Linked DNA regions of Sus scrofa: region 2 is linked to region 1. Evidence: chromatin contacts called from public HiChIP or PLAC-seq data. All regions are on one chromosome and are shown on one strand. The core of a region is the stretch at or near the end of the contact, and the rest is flanking DNA. Distances in the headings are between cores, read along the strand shown.

What was found. HiChIP or PLAC-seq counts read pairs in DNA pulled down with a chosen protein or histone mark.
Region 2: a contact with region 1 is called in an H3K27ac HiChIP or PLAC-seq map of alveolar macrophages. The contact joins two enhancer-like sites. A contact is called at or near these places in 2 of 2 datasets of contacts at active chromatin or transcription factors (alveolar macrophages and skeletal muscle).

The regions. Positions count from the first base shown.
Region 1 is chr14:35,816,133-35,820,277 of Sscrofa11.1, forward strand. All of the region lies in intron 4 of C14H12orf49 (UPF0454 protein C12orf49 homolog), which reads left to right. Among named protein-coding and RNA genes, the nearest start is that of C14H12orf49, 110 kb to the left of the region's middle. Within about 2 kb of position 1,864, at least 6 of the 83 cell types and tissues checked have an H3K27ac peak or open chromatin away from gene starts, as enhancers often do. A contact at or near this core is called in alveolar macrophages, where this site is marked.
Region 2 is chr14:36,124,350-36,128,494 of Sscrofa11.1, forward strand. All of the region lies in intron 2 of MED13L (mediator of RNA polymerase II transcription subunit 13-like), which reads left to right. Among named protein-coding and RNA genes, the nearest start is that of MED13L, 65 kb to the left of the region's middle. Within about 2 kb of position 2,067, at least 15 of the 83 cell types and tissues checked have an H3K27ac peak or open chromatin away from gene starts, as enhancers often do. A contact at or near this core is called in alveolar macrophages, where this site is marked.

The sequences.
Region 1 (4,145 bases), core at 614-3,113:
AAAAGAAAACAATTTAGGGGCATCCTGGCACAAACTCATTTTCCTTCTCATCAGCTTCACAATTTAGGGACCTGTCTTTATCTCATGTTGCCCTTCTGTCTGCCAGCTTATGAGATTAATGAGCCCATGTCTTAAGTGATATAAGAACAACACTGCTCTTTCCATATGGAGCTGAACCCAACCTGTTGGAGAGCCCCTCTTAACCAGGGTCTTGGTTCCTGCAGTGACTGTGGGCAGCCAAGGGGGGCAACTTGAACCCCAGGCTGGGTCTGTGTATTAACTATGTCTTATTTCCTGTATTCTGATGCTTTGAACATCTTGGGACCTTGCTACCCAGTAGGGATTGCCGCTCCCCGGCTTAGCCAACTCTTGGGTATAATGAACAGTTCACTAGGAAGCATACCTTTCAAATGCAAACCAAGTGATCCAGAGCTCCTGGTCTCCACTCCTCTCCTTTCTGGGGCTCTCACCCTCTGAGCTACAACCCACCTGCCCTTTTCACCCCAGGGCACACAACCTGGGGACAGCACCTAGGCCTGAGATCTTCCTGAGATTATTCAAACTAGCCTATCCTGAGCCTGATTGCCCTACCTCACCCACTCCTTCCAGGAGAAACTGGTAAAAGTTCTTGTGTGTGTTTTTCCCTTGTTGCCTTTGCCTCCAGACTGACCCTGATGCTTCCCCATGTGATCCTACGGAGAAGGCCATGCCTCCTGTCTCTAGGAATCTGTGGATGTAATAAAATTATTTCTTCATGACAATCATTTCAGTGTCATTGTCTTACCAAACTTGCTTAAAACAAACCCCAGGTACCCTTAAGATGCTTGCTCTTTCTATGTGACTGTGGGGCAGGTTGCGGTGCTCTTACCTGCAGCCTCCTCTTCTATAAAATGGGGGCAGTGACATCAGGTGGTTGTGGGGGTTGAGTAGGTGACAAGTGATTTCCCAGCCTCCAGTAGCATCTCTTCAAAGCCTCTCTTTATCCCACCCTCCCCATTCTCCTTTCTTTATAACATTTATTTGTTTTTGAAATGACTCCTTTCTTCCTTGCCTGCCTCCCCCTGCTGGAATGAAAGCTTTGGTTTAATGATGAACACCTAGACCAGTGCCTGGCACACAGTAGGTGCTCACTTAATAGTACGGAATGCATGTGAACACTCCTAGCATTCGTATGTACACGTGTGCTCATTATCTTCCTTCCTTCTTGGGATCCTCTTGCATGAACTGGCATAGAATCGGGTCACTTTACAGACTGGAATCTGTTGAGGGAGATTCTTGTCCTTTCTGCTGGCCTGTAATGCTTTGTGCTTGTGTGGAGGCTCTTGTCCAAGATGCTCAGAGCACTTTATAAACATTCATGATGTAAACGGTGTGCTTTGTTTGCAGCAGGTGGGGCGTGATTTGCTGAAGCAGGATAGTTCCCCAGTGAAGCCAAACCTGTTCTGGAAGTGAGTGGAAAGTTTAAGCACAGTCAGAGACGTTAGGGGCCATTGGGCCATTTGCCCAGTGACGTCCAGTGGGCGGTCAGGACAGCAGAGATTCCTGGAAGATAGCCCCTCACCCCTAGGAACCCCTCCCTCCCTTCACAGCCTTGTGCCCTGGAGCAGGTATTGTTTTGCTCCTTTAGCAGAGCTTCCGGAATCAAGTTAAGAGGATTCTCCTGCTGCCAGGAGGCTCCTTGCATGGATTTATTGAGCCTCCACTTAGCTGAGGCATTGAGGCCACAAGTCATATGGTACTAACGCTCATTTATTCATCAGAGCATTTTGAGTATCCAGATTGGGCAAGGGCTGTGGATACAGGGGTGAGGAACCCCATGGGGGGACAGTGACTCTCACAGAGGAAGTACTTAACTATGCACACACAACACTGGATCTGTAGGAGCCCAGAGAAGAGGGTTGAGTCAGGACAGGCTTCTTGCGGGGGTAATGCTTCTGCTGACACCCAGCAGTCTTTTAGTTGTAGGTTACAAAACTCCAACTCAAACAGGCTTAAGGAGTAAAGAAAAATCCATTGACTCACAAAATGGGCAAATCCAGGAGGATCTAGCTTCAGGCAGATTGGATCCAGAGGCTTAGATGAGAACTCCATCTCTTGGTGCCTTTTCTCTCATTGCACTGGCCTCATTTCCTTCAATCATAAGCAGAATTTCCCCGACTTGGCGGAACAGGTAGGAATCGCAAGCTCCCAGTTCCGATTCTTCTCCTTCTATTTGTATATTTACTTAACCAGTATTTACTGAGTGGTGAACAAGACAATGTCATAGAGATTTAGCAAACAGATAAATGTATGTTTATGTGCCAAAGAGACATGTGCAAGAATATTCATTATAACATTGTTTATGCTAACTGAAGACTGGAAACAACTTAAGTGGCCACCAGTAAGCGGCTGGGTGAGTAAATTGTGCAATAGAAGACTGGACAGCCCTTTGGAAGAATGAGGTAGATTTATATCAGTAGTTCCCACTCAGGGCAGCTTTACTGCCCCACCCCCACCCCCCTTCAGAGGACATTTACCAAAGTCTGGAGACATTTTCAGTGGTCATAATTGAGGGCGAAGGGGCAGCACTACTGGCATCTAGTGAGGGGAGGCCAGGGATGCTGCTAAACATCCTACAATGCACAGTGCAGCCCCTACAACAAAGAATTACGCAGCCTATCATATCAGCAGTGTCAAGATTGAGAAACCCTGATCTGTACCTGCTGATACAGAAATCTTCAAGATAAGTTAAAAAAAAAAAAAAAGCACAGTGGAAAACAATAAATATAGCAGACTACCATTTGTGCAAAACAAGGAACATATCTATATATGTGCTTATATATGAATAGAATTATCTCTGGACGAATAAATAAGAGTGGGGTGTTGTATCTTGTGAAGGCCTGGGGGAGAGATGTGGAAGAGAGATTTATTTTCATTGTACAGCTTTTTTTTTTTTTAACCGTTTGAATATTTTTAAACCACATACATAGGTTCTTAAAAAAAAAAATTAAAGTATAAAAAGGATGAAAGTTTGCCTAAACCCTCCCCACATTCCCTGCCTGACCCCGTCCTAGCCATCCATGTCTTCTCTCTTTGAGATGATTAGGTTAAGGGCAATCCCACAAAGTCACAATTGGAAGAGATCTTAGAGATCATCCAATCTTAGCAGTCATCAAAGAGGTTGTGGAAATGCCGGATTAAACACATTTAAGTGGGTCTTTTCTGGAGGACCCAGAATGCAAGAGTGTGAATGGTAGACCTCTGAGGGGACAAGGCGTACAGAATTCGCAGATGTCCTTGACTCCTTTAGCAGTGCCTTAAAGTGGTCATAACAGAGCACCATGAATTAGAGGGCTTAAAACAACAGAAATTTGTTGTCTCACAGTTCTAGAGGCTGGGAGTTGGAAATCAAGATGTCAGCAGGGCCATGCTCCATCTGAAGACTCTAGGGAAAAATCCTTCCTTGATTCTTCATAGCTTCTGGAAGTCTCTAGCATTCCTTAGCTTGCAGCTACATCCCTACCATCTCTGCCTTCCTCGTAATGCAGCCTTCCTCCTGGGTGTCTGTCTTATAAGGATACCAGTCATATTGGATTAGGGGCCCATCCTACTCCACTATGATCTTAACTAATTAAAATTTCTCTATTTCAAAGTAAGGAAACACTCTGAAAGTGTGTGAATTAAGACTTCCATGTGTCTTTGTGGGGAGGGGGAGAAGGAGGCAGAAGGGACATAATTTAATTCATCACAACTCCTAATTATACACATATGTAGATAGTTTCTCCATTTCACTTCAAAAGACTACTGTTCTCCCAATTATGTTTTAAGAAATGTGGATCTCACATAGTTTCTTTACTTTGCAATTGAGGCATCTGAGGCCCAGAGAGGGACAGTCACTAGCCCAAGATCACACAGCAGATTAGAGGCAGGGCTGACCCAAAAATCTAGGTCACCTCTATCCTGGAGGAAAGAGTCAGTGAGTCTGTCTGTCCTTGACTTTGTCTTTTACTATGAGGCTGTGACTGACCAGTGATCAAGATGTTATTCATCAACTCACCCACCCACCTGGCATTCCACTACTTCATCTCCCAGCCTGCAAGCAAAGCTACCTGATGGAGCAGTTCCTACTCCTGTAGACACAGGTCTTATTTCTGAACGTTCCCAAG
Region 2 (4,145 bases), core at 817-3,316, 310 kb after region 1:
AAATTGGAGCAGGGAAGTTGGCGGCAAGGAGACATGGAGAGTTTCTTCCATCATTCCTGGTGAAATACGAGGGACACTAAATAGCCGTTTTGTATAATTTTAGTCACATCTGGTGTTTTAATTCTTTAATGTTGAATTTCATGTGAGTTTAATTTATTGGTATTAAAATTAATCAACCTGAAGTATAGAGAAAGAAGCTGGATCCATAATTTATCTATTAAACATACATTGAACAATTATTCTTTCTTAAATACTGTGTTAGGCTTTGTGAATCTAAAATTAAAAAATATAGGAGTTTCCGTTGTGGCCTAGTGGGTTACGAACCTGTCTAGTATCCACGAGGATGCAGGTTCAATTCCTGGCCTTTCTCAGTGAGTTAAGGATCCGGTGTTGCCATGAGCTGTGGTGTAGGTTGCAAATGTGGCTCGGATCCTGCGTGGCTGTGGTATAGGCCAGCAGGTGCAGCTCCGGTTTAACCCCTGGCCTGGGAAATTACATGTGCCATAGGTGCGGCCCTAAAAAGCAAAAAAAAAAAAAAAAAAAAAAAAATCAAGAATTATATGATCCCACTTTTTATTTTTATATTTTATTTATTTATTTATTTGCTTTTCAGGGCCACACTCGCAGCATATGGAAGTTCCCAGGCTAAGGGTCGATTTGGAGCTGTAGCCACTGGCCTACACCCCTGCCACAACAATGTAGGATCCAGGCTGCCTCTCCCGCCTACACTACAGCTCACAGCAATGCTGGATCCTTAACCCACTGAGCGAAGACAGGGATCAAACCTGCAACCTCATGGTTACTAGTCAGATTCGTTTCTGCTGTGCCGCAATGGGAGCTCTTATCCCACCACCTTAGGTTTTTGTATTTTAACAGGATAGGATAAGTTGAATTGAATTGAGGCTGAGTAACTCCATGTGTTCAGGACTTATAGAATATGTGGTAGAGGAGGTGACTGGGTAAGAGAGGATAGTTGAAGCCAGAAGGATAGGTAGGAATCAGATTGTGTAAGGCTTTATTCTGTAGACAGTGGACCAAGCCTTTGAAAGGTATATGGAATGTGTGGTGATAGATTTCTCTGAGACTGCCGAGAAAAATAGCCTGTAAATATGCTTCTGTCACTTTTGAAAGAAAGATATTAAGAGAATATTCATGTAAAGAAGGTATTGATTATCATTTAGACAACTTCATTTGTAGGTGAAAAAGAACAAAGATCATATTATAATGTTAGATTATTGAGCATGACTAAAGCAGAAATAAAATATTTAAACCACCCCTCCCCCAAAACATTTTTATTGGAACATTTAAAGAATTAACCTATTATTAGTTGTTTGTACATATATAATGATATCCTTTGCAATTTTTCTGTAGATTTTAATAACTTGTAAAATCGAAAGTTCCTCCAAAACAGGAGTTCTCACTGTGGCTCAGCAGGTTTAGAACTAGACATTGTATCCGTGATGATGTAAGTTTGATCCCTGGCCTTGTGCAGTGGGTTAAGGATCTCGTGTTGCTGCAGGCTGCCATGTAAGTCATAGACGCAGCTTGGATCCAGTTTTGCTGTGGCTGTGGGGTAGTGCAGATCTAATCAAATGTACTTTCTGGCCACTGTATAGAAATTATAGTGTTAGATCAAATTTTTTGTTGTGGATTGGGTTATTTTATTTACTTTTGTGGATGTTGAGTGAAGTGATTTTGAGTCAGCCATTTTTATTCATTCCTCCTAAGTTGTTTAAGGGAGACCAAGAGAAGGAAGCTCTTACTTTGTTTTCTGTAGATATTGCTGGTTCCTAAATAGGGAGAAGTTTTAGTGTTACTTATATTAAATCTAAATTTGGGATGGATATAAATCTAGTGTTGAAATTTTGATTTGGGGTTAATTTGGTTTTTACAGTTATTTTGAAAATATTTGCTTCAGTTTCACATCTTTGTAATAGGTATTGAAAAACTTTTTCCTTTTCTTTTTCTCCTTTTAAAAAACCTTTTGACAGTCTAAGGGAAGATAGATGGTTTCTTAGTAAGTAATTCCAGTTTCATTAAATGGCTCTTGACTCTCAGAACTGAGTTATTGCATAACAAGATGAGTCAGATGGGAAAGAAACAGTTTAGTTTCATTGTTGTTGTTACCATGACTGCAACAAATTGGCAGGAGAATATTATATTTTGTAGTTGTTATTTAACCTGACCTGTTGATTAAAAAAGAGTTTCAGAACTTTGTATCCAGTCGAGTTGTTTATATCACTAAGGAATCCTACATTTTACTCTGTGACTTGATTGCACTTTTAAAGGTAACTCAGGTTTTGTTTTGTTTTGTTTTGTTTTTTTCCTTTTTCCCCTTAAGGCGCGTGTTTTGTGTGGTAGAGTTACTGAGAGAATCTATAGGAGATGGATGTAATGCTTTATTTCCTAGGTATAAACTTTAAATTCTGAGCTTAAGAACACTTCTTGTTTTTTCTACTTACAACTAAATTTAGTCTTAGCCAGAAATAATGCCCTTTAAAATAAAAGTATCTCTTATTTGGTAGTGATCATTATATGCAAGTAATCAGAAGCATCAAATTTAGGAATTTGGGGGAATAAATTGCAAAATGTTGGGGGGAATAAGTAACTTGCTCTCCAGGAGAAACTTGCAGACGTGGTTTTATTTTATTTTGTCTTTTTTGGGGGGGGGGGGCAACACCTGAAGCATGTGGAAGTTCCTAGGCTAGAGGTCTAAATTGAGCTGCAGCTGCTGGCCTACATCCTAGCCATAGCCACCACGCAAGATCCAAACTGTGTCTGTGATCTACATCACAGCTTGTAGCAATGCCAGATCCTTAACCCACTGAGCGGCTCCAGGAATCAAACCCGTGCCCTCATGGATACTAGTTGGGTTTGTTCCTGCTGAGCCACAACAGGAACTCCTACTGTTTATTTTTTAATTCCAAAATATTTGCCCTTCCATACTTGTTTTTGCCATTGATTTAGAAGCAAAGGTAAAAACTCCTGGTTTTTTATACAGCTGAGAGGTCTCCCCTACCCCTTCCGCTTCCTTTCCTATCCCTCTCTTAGTACATTGGTCCCTATATTCTTGTGAAGGGGAAATAGTGGGAAAGGAATGTGCTTAGTTTATTGAAGGAGAGTAAAAACAGTTTTAAACTGTAGAAGTTCATGAGACCATGCAAGTTATGGAAACAGTAGGCTTTATACTTAACTTATAAAGTGATTTTTCTTCCATTTGTTTTTAGATGCCAGTATTGAGACTATAATTGACAATGGTAGTTGCTTTTTTCTTTTTAGGATAGCCATCTCTGATTGCTATAGCAGCTTCCCAGAAGACAGTCTATAGGACCTAATGCCAGCAAGGAGTTGCCTTGAGCACTACTCTTGACTTTCTGGGATTTTAGTTTCAGAAGGAAGGTGATAATGTATGTTATAATCCTCCTAGTGTCCTCTCTGCTGTAGTTTTGTTGTCTGTAAGGATTATTTATTTTAAGGAATCACTTGAGATTCCTGGTATTATATAAAGCGTTTTTTTTTTTTTTCAAATAATTTGATTATTAGGGCAGAACTTTTTTTTTTTAATGGCAGCACATATTTGATTTTATTTTCTGTTACATATGCCCAGGCTATAGGTTAAAGTTTTGTGTGTGTATTTTTGTTTTTTTGTTTTGGCTTAATGAGCTGCGGGAGATAAAGTTTGAATGTCATATTAGGTTTGGAGAAGTAAATTTTACTTAACATGCTTCATGTGTACTATGTTTATGGAATAATTTTGACTATCTGCAATTATTTGATCTTTAAAAAAAACCTTTCTAGTAGAAAGGCCTAGTTATAAGAGCGTAGAATATTTGGATGAAAAGACCAGAGAAAATTGTGGGATTAGATTCTCTGATACTCACAGGTTTTAATGATTTCACGTGAGAGAATCTATTATTCTTGAGTTACATTTCTTCAAACAGGGAAATAGTAATAGTATCAATTTTAATCATTTATAAAAATCAAAGTCATTATTAAACAATTAGCAATCTAATATCATGGGTTTCTAAGAGCACTTTTGCAAACTTTAACATTTTAATTACAGAGGTATAATATGATTGTCTAGTAGATTTGGCTTCCTCAGAGAAAATTTTATATATACACTTAAGCATTTTGAAAAAGGTGGT